2 separate regions of the Hordeum vulgare genome follow, and region 1 is linked to region 2. A link is a contact called in public Hi-C data. All regions are on one chromosome and are shown on one strand. Each heading gives the region's core, a stretch centred on a gene start, on an enhancer-like site or on the middle of the called end of the contact. The rest is flanking DNA. Distances are from core to core; before and after follow the strand shown. Region 1 overlaps LOC123442134 (protein ALTERED PHOSPHATE STARVATION RESPONSE 1). Region 2 holds the start of LOC123442124.

Region 1 (5,050 bases), core at 2,387-4,886, 420 kb before region 2:
GGCACTGACCATGCTGCGTCTCTTCCATTCTCCACTCCTCCCCCCATGCTGTGTCATGCCATGTGTTTCACCATCCCAAATTCCCCAAATTTTGACCTTGTCTCCCTGTTTCTCCACCATGGGAGGTGGTCGTAGAGCTCAAAGCCATTTCCCAGACGCGCCCCCTCCAAATAAGACACCATATCTGTGATTATCGTCGATGAGTAAGAGGACGAAACAGATATCCAGAACCTGGACATAGACATTTTGTTGATGTAGAACTGTGTTTTCTGTAGTGCAACTGGTCATTTCACCAGATCATTCTTTATTCATGGCAACGCTTCTGTACGGTTGCTAGCTTCCAAGTTTGTGGCCCACCAGTAAGAGCTGTCTTTGATGATGCAGCGATGAGAGGAGGGTAGAAGACAAGCCCTAACAGTGGAGCCAGATTCCCATTTCACATATCTTTGGGACCCACATGCAGGTTCTGTTAGAGATAACACAGTGAAATAGAGCCTGGTGCAATGTGCAATATTTATTTTAGGTTCAACCTGGTGTTAAGTGAGTAGTGTTGCGAATCCTGGTGTAATGCAACAGAAGTGACGTTCTCCCTAGTCCCTAGTGCATGCATTTTTTTCTTCCTGTAATGGTTACTAAGTTAGGACAAGCCTATATTGCTTGAAACATATTGTCATGATAAGCCGACTCTTCTTTTTTGTAGCAACTGTGTTTCATTATGGCATGGAGCATGCGAAGTTGATGGAAATACCTAGTTTTTCTGTCATCGATGCTCAATTAGTCTACATGTTTTAGGACAAAATAAAGATGACAATACCCTGCAGTGGCATGTGAAGTGAGAAATCTTTTCTGAATGAAAACAAGTTTGAACTGTGAAGTCAGCTAAAGATCAATAGCATACTGCACCAATTCATGTTGTCCATGTTGAATTCATTCCAAATTTTTACCTGTTATCCTCTAATACAGCTTATATGTCTCAATTGCACAGGCTGGTGAGATTATGAAGCTTGAGTATCAGCGGAAGGTTGCTTTGTTAAATAGACAAAAGAGAAACAATGCTGCTATTGAGGTTCTGGAGAAAACTAAAGCTGCTGTAACCCATTTGCATACAAGATACATAGTAGATATGCAATCAATGGATTCAACTGTCTCAGAGATTCAGCATCTCCGTGATAATCAACTTTATCCTAAACTTCTGGATCTTGCTGATAGGTAATTTAAATGCATAATACTTTTTTTTGTCATGCATCAGATTGCCCACTACTTTTCTCGTTAACTCGCTCTTAGATTTTATTCATTTCTGGTCAGTGTGCATGATGGGACGATCACATACATTGGTAAAAATGATGGAGTAGCATAAACAATTAAACATAGTTACGGATATGTTTTGAAATATTATCATTAAAACGTGTAATAGTTATTCTTTGTTAGTCTTTTCTTTTGTAACTATATGCATGTGCTTTGGATTTATAGGCAATGCAAAGTAGCAAATTTAACTAAAACATGCACATATTGTTATTAAATTATGTAATGGTTTCCTTGGTTTTCCGCATGGTGAACGAGACTTGTAGTTGTCAGACCAATTACTCTGCCTGCATCTGAACACACAGGATGAACCAATGGCTACAATAGTATCTCATCAGGCCGGTACTGGGAGTTGCCCCTCCCCATTAACCTCTGGTTTTACCTTCCGTCTGCCAATGACACGCTCATGCATCCCAGTTCGCCTAGTTTTCCAGTTTTCCTGGACCAGTTTCTTTAGAGACATGACACATGCAAGTGAGTTGTGTAAAAATAATATGCTGTAAACTGGTCGGACTCCTTCATCGGGGTAGGACTTGATCGACCCACATAAATCTGAACGGTTTATATGGCCTTTGTTCAACGGATTGGATTTACTTTCCTCTAGAATTAATTCTTATTCAACGGATTAGATTTACTTTCCTCTAGAATTAATTGTGGTAGCTAGAAAGGACCCTCTACTTAGGGTCTGTTTGGTTCCCAGGCAAGCGCTCTCTTAGCCTGGTCCAGCAAGAAAGCGAAGCATTTGGTTCCTGGGCGAGCGAGCCTCGTTACGAGCGGTTTCTAGCTTTTTTTGCGTTTGAGCGAGCGAGCCAATTTGGCTCGCCTCCGTCGGCAAGACTAGCTTTGCCTAGCGACGCAATCAGGCGAGGGATCCAAACGTTCCCTTAGTATATACTCCCTCCGTCCCAAAATTCTTGTCTTAGATTTGTGTAGAAATGAATGTATCTAGTTAGATACAACCATTTCTAGACAAACCTAAGATAAGAATTTTTGGACGGAGGGAGTATATAGATAGCCTTTTCCAATCCAGTTAAGTATAATTGAGTTTTGTCCAGTGCATCAACACTATTTTGTAATTTAGCAACTTCTGTTTAGTTTAATTATTGTAATAAGCCAAATAACATGGATGCACACACTGCAAAACTTTACAAGCTTTATTTGGTGCTCTCTTTCAGGCAGGCAAAAATGTGGGAAGATATGCACATGCATCATGCAAACCAGCTGAAAACTGTGTTGGATCTCAAGTCAGTCGACATATCTGATTCCAGTATCGAAACAAGTGCGCATCACCACAGCCACACCCGTCAGCTGCATGATATTGTAGACAAGTGGAACACAAACTTTAGTGATCTTATGAGCTATCAAAAGGAGTACATAAATGCTCTCTACAGCTGGTTGAAGTTGAACCTTATACCTATAGAGAGCAGCTTAAAGGAGAAAGTAGCATCACCACCGAGGGTGCAGCAACCTCCTGTGAAGGCTCTGCTCCAAGCATGGAATGAGCAACTAGCCAAGCTGCCCGATGATCTTGCCAGGCATGCCATCGTTAGCTTTCGGGCGGTCCTGGAAACCATACTAGGTGTTCAAGACGAGGAGTTGAAGAAGAAAGAGGTCTGCGAACAAATCCACAAGGAATACGTGCGGAAGGCCCGGGCGTTCGAGGAGTGGTATCACAAGCATGGACAGCGCAGGACATTTGATGATCCGGAGAGCGGCGATGGGACGAGCCAGAAGGATGCGATCTCAGAGAGGAGATTCGCGGTAGAAAGCTTGAAAAGCAAGCTGGATAACGAGGTCGAAGCCCATAACAAGCTGTCGAAGCAAGTGCGGGAGAAATCCCTTTCGATCCTGAGAGCGCACCTGCCGGAGCTGTTCCGGGCCCTGACCGACTTCTCCCATGCTACTGCCGACATGCACTCGAAGCTGAGACTGAATGCACTCATGCAGGATCAAGGTAGTGGTAACAACTAGATCAAGAACATGTACAGGAGTTGTTAGGGTGCTAGCTAAAACCCCCCGTCAGAATGTTGTGATGCTTGTATTGTCTCTCTAGCCTTTTTTTGCGGTATGTGTAGTAGTATCTCTTAAGATGGGAACAGTTAGGCATTGTAGCCGTTTTGTTGTTGTTATATAATTTGGATCCTCGTGGGAAATTATTCTTTTAGATCAGAAGAAGGGCATCGCCTGGGTGTTGCTTCATTTGCCGAACAAAACCAAGAGTGGCAGAGTGCTGGCCCGGCCATTCATTCCATCCAAAAAGGCCGGCGGGAAGATACGTCCGGCAGCTCATCCACACCGCCAGGGTGCGTTTGGTTCACAGGATAGGTTTTATTGTTATGGGTATCCCAACTACCTGGATAGGGATAGCCCTATTTTGTGTTTGGTTGGGTGGGATGTCAAGTGAGTGAAGATAGGTGGACGCGGCGCATGCACGGTGGCGACGCCCCACCAAACCCTAGCACTAACCGTAAGTACAAGACCGAAGCAAAACCCGAGAGGGGCTTGTTCGTTTAATCCCTCTTCACCTTCCCTCGTGGAGAAGGGAAAACAGAGCCTCAGTGTGAGAAGCTTTGAAGCATCGATACTTTAAAATTTGCTGTATCGGTGTACAAAACATGCCCGATATGTTCAATTCAAGACCGATACCAGTATCCTCAAAGTATCCTGTTTTACGATTTTAAAATAAAAAAATAGTGTCGATACTCCGTCAATGCCCTCGATACGTCGGGAATTTGGGAGGGCAGCCAGGCCAGTAGAACCCCACCTCCTAACCTAGCGCACACTCTCTCTCTATCAGCTCAATTGAGCAGGCACAAGATCTTGATCGAGCAACTGCACGAGCGCATTGTCGCAGTTGCTGCCTGGAATCGATTTGTTGTTGCTTGCCTCCGCCGCCTATGGCCAGCAAAGCACTAACTTTTTTTTTTCCAGTCCCTGCTCTTCTCCACTCATCCTAAGCCGACCTGCTGGGTGTTGGCTTGCTGTCGCTCTAGTGCATGGCTGCTTTGCTTTGCTGCATAATATTGTTGATTATTGCCGCTAACGTACTAATATTGTTGTTCAGATTAAGAATCGACATATCAACATAAATTTGTGGGCACATACCATATGGGCTTGAAAAAAGGCACAAAGGCAACAAACGAAGCAACATTTTGATCCAAGCAACATTTTTTTTAATCTTTATTGCATAATATTTTATTAATTATTTATATATGCTCGCCGTATTGCTGTATCCCCGTCTCCGTATCGATGCTTCATAGGTGAGAAGCAGAAAGGATCTTCAACATGTGAGGAGTTGCCATTGCTCCAACCTTTTCAGTTACGGCAAATCCACTACCAGCTAGGTGGAGTATCTCCCAACCCAAGCCCACCCTGATTTTATCTAACGAATAAAGAGGTTATTTTGAGGTAAAAAAGACCATCCTGTTTTTTTTGTTTTCATGGTAGAAGGACTGGTAGATCGAACCTGACGTGAGAAAAGTCTGTAAAGAGAGTTTAGAAGGATCGGAATACCACTAGAGAACTAGCTATGGACAGGGATGCGTTGAAGCTTGCTATCCATATGCCAGAACCATAAATTGATCGCGGGATCTTATTGGTTTCACCTCTAGTCTATCCCAACTTGTTTGGGACTAAAGGCTTTGTTGTTGTTGTTGGTGGTGGTGGTGGTGGTTTCGCTTTCATACCACCAGAAAAAAAGCAGACTTGATGGCTGAAACACTCATTCTAGCCCCATTCTAGACAGACA
Region 2 (4,418 bases), core at 835-3,334:
GACCTTTCTCCATGTTCAGCAGAATTTTCATTGACAGCATCAAACAGTACAGATTCTGGAATGGTATCATCATCCATTGGCGGAATCGCGAAACTAGTGTTTGTGTCACTAAATACCCCTGAGAAAGGATTTTGTCAACACACAGAAGTGTTTTGAGATGAAAACAATACAGGGTGCTAAAAGAAGGTCGCATGACATTTAGTGGCCCTTTATCCAGTGCAAGGACTCGAGCTGTACTAACGGATAGAGGACAAAAATCTTACCATGAATATCTGAATCGTCATTCGTGTTTGCATTATTGTCATCTGCGGTACTATTTGGAAGAACATTATGGATAACATAATCTGCTGCTGCATCAGCATCGCCATTGAATGAGATGGAAACTTCTATCAGTGTTGAGATGTTAACCTGCATAGCAGTGGCGGAGCATGAACAAGGGTAAGGTGATTATAGAGGTTGAAAGATTAGTAGATCGATTAGGCTTATTTGACAAAAAAAATCTAGGAAAGGGGGGCAAGGCCCCTAATTGTCCCCAAGAGGCTCCGCCACTGCTGCATAGTTAATAGTGGGGATGTCACAGTGCACGTTAGTAAGTGGTGTGCCAGGTCTATAATAATTTTTAACAATAACAAATGCATTATCATACAGTAACACCATTATTCCATATACTACTCCCTTCATTTCAAAATAATTGAAGTTCTAGGTTTGTCTTAAGTCAAACTTGCTTAACTTTTTTTTTCTTAAGTTTGACCGTTTCTATATATAGAATAATGTGGTAAGATCTATATTCTATCCACTACCTGGGCATTGCTAATTGGTAAATAAAAAATAGTTTTGCCAAGGTTTTCCTACAAAAATCACGGACCGAGAAAAACTCTCACCAATACTAGACAACAATATTGCAGAAATAATTAAAATGCATGCGTACTATTAGAGCTGCGCTGTCTAGTTTGGTTTGTGTGGTGTGGGGCTGCAGCTATTAGGGCTGCTTTTTTCTTTTCTTTGATCTTCGGATCTTTGGTCCTAGGACCTTCATCACCTTTTTGTTTTCCGTTGCTTCCTGCTATTATCAATGAACGCCAGGATCTTTAAAAAAAGTGCATGCGTACTACAATCAAATTCTGTAGTGTCTGAGAAAAACAAAGCACTTTTTTTTGTGTCATGCGTATGGCATGAAATAAAGGTGGAAGCAGATCAACCAAAGCCAGCGGTTCGCATACATATGTCCTGCAGATTAAGAAAAGAACACCATACATTTTGCATTGCAATATAATTAAGCATCTGTGTGTCAACGCAGAGCAGCCCTTAGTTTATTTCACGAAAACACGCAGGCATACACACACACACACGATCAACACCGTACACCTACGCAGTTCAGTAAAACCAAACCGACAAACTCGTCACAAATTAGTTCAACAGATCAGCAATGCGCTGAAACTGAACCGACCAACTCGTCGGCGGTATTCTACTGTTAAAAAATCATCGACTGTTCAACCGATCCAACGGGCGTGGAATACGAAGTTTTTTCAGGAGAAAACCAATCGCGTAATCGCAGTCACGGACTCACCTGCGGGAACACCTGCACGAGGCCGTCCAGGACGAGGAGCGCGTCCCCCGTCATCCTCGCCTCCTCCTGCAACCACGCACGAACGTACGTGCGCACAAACGCGGGAACGATCGATCGAACTCGTTAGGATCCAACTCGTATCCAGACCGACATGCAAAAGGAATCAAACACGGCAGGTCACGATCGAGGGAGCGGCGAGCGGACCTCGAACTTGGAGCTAGGGTGCGCGGCGCCGGCGTCGGCGTCGCCGGAGGACGAAGACGAGGAGGCGCCCGCGGTGCCGTGCTTGCACCTGGGGTCCATGCCGTCGCCGGCGGAGGAAGACGGAGAGGCGCCCGTGGTGCCTGGATTGGTTGGCTGGGGTTTCGGGGCGGGCGCTGGCTGCTCTTCTGGGTCGGAGGGCTTTGGGAAGAGGGATGGGGAGGATTTGTGGGGCGATCTCGGGAGAGGAGCCCGGCTTTAATCCGAGCAGGAAAGCGATTTCTGTTTGAGATTTTTACCGCGATGTGGTTCCGGGGGGTGGTGGTGGCACGCGACGCGGGCTGCTAGGGACGGACGACGAGGAGGCGAGGCGGGCGGGGGGCCGTTGGATCTGCAGCTCTTGGGTCGCGCTCGGCGGCAGGATTCTGAGCGAACGGTCGGGATGGGTTGTGTGCTGGTGCGGGTGTCCGGGAGAAAGCAGGGCAGCTTTGAGCCTCTGACCCTTTCAGTTTCGGGGAAGGAAGAGGATAACTACTCTGACCCCAGCTGTTCCGAGATCGAACGATGGAGCGGCTCCGCTCGGCCGTTGATGGGGGCAAGGCCTACACTCCTTTCCCGGCACGGTGAAAGATGACTCGTGCCCTCGCGGCAGCGGCACGGCGCTTGATTCCCTTCTCTTCTCATCCTGGTCGCTTAGATTTTTTTTTTGCGAAGTCATAGGGATTTTAGTCCAAGATAAGAGAGTTATTACAATCCTCAGCGACTAAATCACTGACACACGAAGAAGCTTGTCCCAGCCAACATGATGTGCTATCTCCACACCGTCCAAAGTTTGCTAAGCAATCTGCAGCCCTATTTTGATCACGAGAAACTTTTACAGGAATAAAAACCCTATCACTTAAGAGGAATTTAATCTCCTGGATCATATGGCCGTAGGCTGATCTATCCAAGGATGCATCAGATATAGCTTTAAGTACTACAACACAGTCTGATTGTACCATGATCGTGGAGTTGGAATGCTCAACTGTTAGTTTAATACCTTCTAGAATAGCATGTAGCTCCGCTTCAAGGGCGTCGTTGCACTGGAATAGCTTGCGGTAAGCAGCAAAGATTACACCACCGGTAGCGTTCCTCGATATCATACCCGAACCATCTGAGCCATCTGTAACATTGAAGGATCCATCCACTGACAGCGCCACCGTTCCTATCCGAGGGGGTGGCCAAGGCACACGGGGCGTGGGGTTTATGCGCGTCTATCGCATATCCAAGCCTTCAGAGAACACCGGCGACTTGCCCTTGATAATCTCGTCCACTCCCCGTGAAATCTGATTGAAGGTATTATAGTAGCTGAGAAGGAAGGAGGGGATACCTCTGGTGGTGGAATTGATTTACCATGTACCAGCTCATTCCGAAGGTGCCATATTCTCCATAGGACCATGATAATTCTGTTTCTGATAGAGTCATGTAATTCTGCAAGGAGATGAAACAACCATTCAGTGCCCGTCCACTTGATCATCGATCTGTTTGGAAGAGGCCAATGAGTTTGCATCAAGTCCCAGAGATAAGCAGCACTTCGGCGAGAAAGTAGCGCATGAAATGATGATTCCTGTTCACGGTCACAAAGCCTGCAGTACCCATTCAGACCAATATGCCTTCTCCCCTTTTCAGCATCCGTCGGCAGGGCGCGTGAGATCACTTGGCATGCGAAATTCTTGAGTTTTGGTGGAACCGCAGTATTCCACACTAAACGCCGGAGAGATCTATCTCCCGATGGATGATTGGTGGAGGAACCTGGACAGAATTGATCATAGTGGTCCGACAACGCCACATGATAAGCGCTCTTTACTGTCAACATGCCTGATTTCTCCCATGGCCAAGAAATGAAGTCCTCCCGTTGCCTCACAGACGTTTTGATCTTGAGAATGGAGTTCACATTCGGCTGCCAAAAGTGTTGTTGTACCAGCTCTACCTTCCGATTACCACGGTTGTCCAAGAAGTCAGTTACTCTGTTAAGGTGACAGTTCCTCTTGGGAGTAATGGATGTGTACGACGGACCCCGTGGAATCCATGGATCCCTCCAAATACGAATATCTGCACCATTGCCAACACGCCATAACATGCCTTTCTTCACTAGTTCCACGTCATACTCAATTCCTTTCCACACTGCCGAAGAGTTCCCCGAGAACACTGTATCCGTCAAGCTGTCCTTAGGGAAATATTTAGCTCGAAGGAGTTTAGCACACAGAGAAACCGGTGTCGTCAAGAGACGCCAAGCTTGCTTAGCTAGTAACGCCTAGTTATAAGCTCTCATATCCCGGAATCCGAGACCTCCTTTAGACTTGGGAAGGATTAGCTTGTCCCATGCAGTCCATGCCATTTTCTTTCTGTGATTCTCCACCCCCACCAATATTGTCGCATCATTTTAGTTAGATCATCGCACACGGAGAAAGGAAGTTTAAATATACTCATGACATAAACTGGGATGGCTTGTGCAACAGACTTGATTAACACTTCTTTGCTAGCTTGTGAGGAATACCTCTCGCTCTAGTCAATTAACCTCTTACTCAATCTGTATTGTAAGGACTCAAATTGGCCCTTATGCATACGTCCTTCCGGTACAGGGAGGCCTAGGTACTTGCGCTCAAACTCC

What was found. A called contact is a pair of places that touch in the nucleus more often than the background predicts.
Region 1: a contact with region 2 is called in a Hi-C map of leaf, with 2.8 times the contacts expected there. The contact joins the enhancer-like site here to the promoter of LOC123442124 in region 2. A contact is called at or near these places in 2 of 6 Hi-C or Micro-C datasets (leaf and seedling).

Annotation. Positions count from the first base shown.
Region 1 is chr1H:422,294,052-422,299,101 of MorexV3_pseudomolecules_assembly, reverse strand. It overlaps LOC123442134 (protein ALTERED PHOSPHATE STARVATION RESPONSE 1), which reads left to right. Exons shown (of 4, transcript XM_045118225.1): 3 at 986-1,209; 4 at 2,478-3,455. The coding sequence ends at 3,273. Among protein-coding and RNA genes, the nearest start is that of LOC123442134, 6.9 kb to the left of the region's middle. Within about 2 kb of position 3,636, at least 3 of the 3 cell types and tissues checked have open chromatin away from gene starts, as enhancers often do. A contact at or near this core is called in leaf and seedling, where this site is marked.
Region 2 is chr1H:421,870,422-421,874,839 of MorexV3_pseudomolecules_assembly, reverse strand. It overlaps LOC123442124, which reads right to left and starts at 2,084. Exons shown (of 9, transcript XM_045118221.1): 1 at 1,772-2,084; 2 at 1,568-1,633; 3 at 264-408; 4 at 1-118. The coding sequence starts at 1,870.